Regions from separate parts of the Arachis hypogaea genome. Here region 2 is linked to region 1. The links are chromatin contacts, called in public Hi-C maps. All regions are on one chromosome and are shown on one strand. Each heading gives the region's core, a stretch centred on a gene start, on an enhancer-like site or on the middle of the called end of the contact. The rest is flanking DNA. Distances are from core to core; before and after follow the strand shown. Region 1 has its middle 7.3 kb from the start of LOC112720444. Region 2 has its middle 5.1 kb from the start of LOC140176322.

Region 1 (2,645 bases), core at 103-2,602:
GGATATCTCACCATGTTCACTACTAGAAAAATTATTTTTAATAGCTATTTATTTTATTTTTAGCGGTAATAAAAATAGCCGCTAATATATTTATCGGCAATTAGATATTAGCCGTCTTATGCTTTATCATTAAAAAATTTTAGCGGTAATTATATAATTATTGATAAAAACTTTTTTTAATAGCCACAAACAATATATAATTACCATTAGAGTAAGGTATTCTTTTTGTCCCCAACGTTTGGGGTAAATCCTATTTGTGTCCCTAACGTTTATATCGTCCTATTTGTATCTCTAACGTTTGTAAAAGTGATTCAATGTTATCCTGCCGTTAATTACACATCATGAGCGCTTTAGTTTGAGTTTTGAAAATCTCTTCTTGAAGTTATAATACAAATGTCTGTGATAGAATCGATGATCCACTCCGAAAAATAGCTCATCAAAAGTTGAAAATAATTCCTACAACATTTACATAATTCACTTTTCTAGGGACATAATTGAATCTAAACACAAATAGTGGGTATAATATTAAAATCGAACACATCCAAGTGAGACCTAATTGAGAATAAATACATTCAAGTGAGAATAATTGAAAAATATAATCTGATTTGTTAGTATAATTGATAGTAGGATAACATTGAATCACTTTTATAAACGTTAAGGATACAAATAGGACGATTTAAACGTTAGGGACACAAATAGAATTTACTCCAAAAGTTGGGGATAAAAACGATACTTTACTCTTACCATTATGTTATTATTACTAAAAACTTATCATTAAAAATAATTTTTGCTGTAGTATTATTACACTTTATGTGTAGATCAACAAATTAAAAAAAGACTCAGATCAGTCTCAGTTTTAATCACTTAGGATTTATTGAAATCAAATATTAGACTTCTTAATTTTAGTTTAACATTAAAATTATCAATTTTTTAAAACTTAAAATTTAAATATTTCTGTTATCTGTTAAGTGTCGCATGTCTACTGTTTCAATGAAATACATCTTCTGTGTGGGAAAAAAAATTAGGAATACTTCTAAGTGTTTTAACATTATTTTGGTAGGTAGCGCAGGCAGGGTTTCTCATGATGCATGATGGCATGAGCTTAGAGGCTAAGATCCTCTTACAAGTCAACAACGGGATTAATGAGCAGTGTCGTGAATGCGGCATGACACGTTATTGTAATTAAACTTTTCGGATGCGACTTCGGGGACCTCTCTTCTCTTTCTCTTCTATGATTTGATATGATATGATATGGTCATAAAACAAGGCAAGCCAATCATCATATGCTTGTATGGGACTATGATTAAACTAAGTATAACCAATCATTCAAATTACTCAACATGCCAAGCCCCACCATTTTCATGTGGTGGAACCCCTTCCCTTGGCTTCTCTTTCGTCATATCTCCGTCATCAACCTAATAGTATAGTATAATTGTCAAATTGCAACTTTAGCTATGCTATGACCCAATAATATCAATTTTAATTGGTTTAATTATTCTGTTGGTTCTTATAGTTTTGCGAAATTTTCAATTAGATTCCTATACTTTTTTTCCTTTTAATTGGGTCTTTGTACCAAATTCTTTTTTCAATTAGGTTCCTCTTGGTAGTAATTGGCTTAATTATATAGGGACTAAACTAAAAAAAAATTAGTGCAAGGACTCAAATAAAAGAAAAAAAAGTGTAGGAATTCAACTGAAAAAACAATTTGGTGCAAGGACCAAATTAAAAGAAAAAAAAATATAAGAACATAATTGAAAATTTCACGAAATTATAGGAACTAATAGAGTAATTAAACTATTTTAATTTTACTTGCACCCATTTATATCTAATTATCTATGAATAATACACGAGAGAACAGATATAGAAACTTGCTATATTTATATTTTCATAATGTCTTAATTTTGTGTACATTTAAATTAATATAATACTGTTTCACTCAATTTTGTTTTTTATTTCGATAGGGTGTCGAATCGAACTTATATGAAGATCTTAATTCGAAAAGTAGTTATAACTCCTCCAAAAAAAAGTGAACTCGATCTGAAAATTACTTAGCGTTCATGTCAAAATGCACTGTGTTAAACTATCAGTGAATAATTGTAGCAAATAAAACAGAAATGAAGTAAAATAGAATTTTGAATAAGTGAAAATAAATAAATAAAAATGTCAAAATGAAATAGAAATTAAAAGAAAGTAAAATAATAAAAAAATTCAAAATAAAGAAATTAAAACAAAGAAAAATGAAAGATAAAATAAAATGGCTCCAACATTCACATGCACTTGCACTCCATGCTCTTCTGTTGTGTCGCTGAGATTGAGAATTTTTATAGAATTTATGTGATGATCTAGTGTTGTTGATTGAAGTCTTTCTTTTTTCTTCTAAATTTCTTCTATTTATAGACCTCAAAGGTGGACCTGATCCTGAAGAGTTTTGACCACTACCTTGATTTTTCCTTTTTCTCCGGCCATGATCTTACATTTTGAAGAATCTTCATATGGTACTCCCACGTTCTATCTTACCTTGTCCTTTAAACCCCACGTTCTTGCATCGTGTCTGTATTGGACCACATGGTGTCGACCCTGATAGATGCTCGACTTACTTTAAACCAGCAATCCTTTGACCTCAAATGTCTTTTGTTTTCGTACTT
Region 2 (2,645 bases), core at 69-2,568, 110 kb after region 1:
GCGACGTTAACAAGGCACAAGGCACAGGTGGATAGTTTCAAGCAGTTTGGGATCGCAACCTCTAAAATAATGGCTTACATGGCTGGGCAATCTGGTAGGTATGGCATGCTTTGATTTACAAAATAGGATTTGTATAATTATGTGCACGGGCAAAGGGTTGCGCGAATATGTGATGGGGATGCAGCAGCCACTATCGGTTACTTTGGAGGGTAAGGTAAATGCAGACATGGTGACAACGACACACTACACACAGACCCCGGATAATCGCTTGGGCAGCCTATTTTGGGCAGATGGCGAGATGATGTCGGATTATCAGCTATTTGGTGATGTGTTGGCGTTCGATTCTACGTATCGTTCTAACAAGTACAAGAAGCCACTGGTGGTTTTCTCTGGATTAAATCACCACAAGTAAACATCCACTTTTGGGTTTGCGTTTTCTACCTCAATATCCTCTGTTATTAATTACAGTAATGCTTTTAAGTAATATTGTTACAAAAGTCGAGTATCGCATAATATGTATTTAAAGACTTGACACTTATAATTGATGGTTTAAGATTGGCTTGTATTTCCGATTTTTAATTCGTCTGTGTCATCGAATTTCTTAGTGAACCTTTGTTGTTTCCACGCTTGTACATAACTATTCTATGTAGAAACAAAATTATTAGTTTCATCAACTTTTTACTGAATCTGGTTTTGAAGTAGCTTCCCGTGGAAAAAAAGATTTCTGTGTGCATCAATTTTTAGAGGTAAGCTATATTTTTTGTGCAATAAAAAAGACATGTATGATTCTACACAACGGTGGTGTATATTTTTTAGGGCACAACAATACTATATGTATACCTTGGCTTCAATATATATGAAGTGTTACGTGCAACTATTCTGTACCATGCATGCAGCTGAGTTTAATGGATACTAGCCGATTTTTCCTTTGGTGTAAGAATGAAATTAAACTTCTTTCTTAATAGCAAACTGCCGGCTAATTAAGTAGGAAAATACAAATTAAGCATGCAACTTTGTCTTGGAAGATGAGCCATCACCGCACCCTCCAACCTGGCTCTCATTAAAATACTAAAATAATTATCGCAATTATCATATTATAATGAACTCATTAAATAAAATAATTTCAATTTATAATCTTCTTAATCTTATTTCTTTATTTATTCAATCTGCCAAAGTCTTAATTCGGTCATTACTATAAACTAATATATCCTAGAGATTTAGTTTTTTGTAATCAAACCTAGTTTTGTATCCTACACAATGTAAGTCGTGAGTCTTCCCTCTGTGTGTATACATGTTAAAAGGCTTAGATGAGGTGAGCCTAGCCAATACAATTCATTAGTGCGTGAGAGCTATTGAAACAGGGCTAGAATGGTAGGTAGGTCATTGTGGCTGTGGGCTTTAGCAGAAAAAATATTTTTGGCCAATTTTCCCCCAAAAAAGGATGTGTTAGTGTGAGGAAAGGGATGTATTGTTTCCACTTTCCAGCATGGTTAGGGAAACTGGGGCAGCCCAAAAGGAACCATTGGTTTTTGCAGTTCGGTTTATGTAGGTATAATTAGGGGGTTTAAATGGAATCGGATCCAAAGTAAATCGCTTAGCTAATTGAACTCGAAAATAAAACCGATTATAACAGCATTAATTTGGATTTGATTGAGATTTATTTTTTTGAGTGCTGCATGGTCTATGTCTGAAAACCGAAACAACCAATTCGAACCACACAATTTTGTTATGATATTGTTATTTTATTACTATATTTACATATAATGTATTAAATTCGGTATATAATTTTTAAATATTTATGTGTTCTTATTATAACACAATTATTTTATGTTAAGAATGAGATTTATTTAGTTATTCCTTGGAACACATAATGTTACTTCTATCGTTGTGTTAGTGTTGGTTTTTAAGATACTGTGGAGACTTGTGACGTTATTTTGAGTTGTTTAAAATTTAATGTTGAGACTTGTTATATGTATTTAGTTCTTTAGTCTACAAAACCGCAAATCAAATCCAATAGAAAGTGGTTGAAATAGGATCGCGTTGGAGTAAATTTTTTTAAAGAAGCACCCAATTCAACCCGCACCGCAAGCGAATTAATTATTCGGATGAGAGTAGCATTTGGATCAAAGCCGAGCCAAACCGTACCGCGCATATCCAAAGGACAAGGCGAAATAGGAACCCGTTCAGATACCACTGAACAGGGCCGGGGTTGACTAGCTGAACCGAAGGGAACCCTGGCCAATTCACAGTGTGCAGCCCTAATTTCCTAATTGGAAACCAGTTCCCTAGCCAATCCGGTTGACATGGAAACCGCCTAGCAAAACCGACGCAAAAACTCGTCGAACCGGCAATAAACCGGTGAACCAGATGGTTTTTTACCGGTTTTCAAAATTTTAATTAAAAAATAAAATCCAACATATAACAGATTGAAACGGTGTCACCTGAAAGCATGCCTTCTTTGTTCCCCTCCTTCACACAAAAACCCTAACCCACTACCCCCTCTCTCTCAGCCACCACCAACAGCAGCCACCGCCTTCGCCATCGTCGAACTTTTCTCGTCAGCTAAAGGGTGCCGTCACCACCGGTAGTGACATACATACAGGGTAAGAAGGGATGGAGAGTGAGTCATACATACAGGGTGACAG

The links. A called contact is a pair of places that touch in the nucleus more often than the background predicts.
Region 2: a contact with region 1 is called in a Hi-C map of leaf, with 2.1 times the contacts expected there. The contact joins two enhancer-like sites. A contact is called at or near these places in 2 of 8 Hi-C or Micro-C datasets (both in leaf).

The regions. Positions count from the first base shown.
Region 1 is chr11:17,548,084-17,550,728 of arahy.Tifrunner.gnm2.J5K5, forward strand. No RefSeq gene overlaps it. Among protein-coding and RNA genes, the nearest start is that of LOC112720444, 7.3 kb to the left of the region's middle. Within about 2 kb of position 1,353, at least 2 of the 3 cell types and tissues checked have open chromatin away from gene starts, as enhancers often do.
Region 2 is chr11:17,655,818-17,658,462 of arahy.Tifrunner.gnm2.J5K5, forward strand. No RefSeq gene overlaps it. Among protein-coding and RNA genes, the nearest start is that of LOC140176322, 5.1 kb to the left of the region's middle. Within about 2 kb of position 1,319, at least 3 of the 3 cell types and tissues checked have open chromatin away from gene starts, as enhancers often do.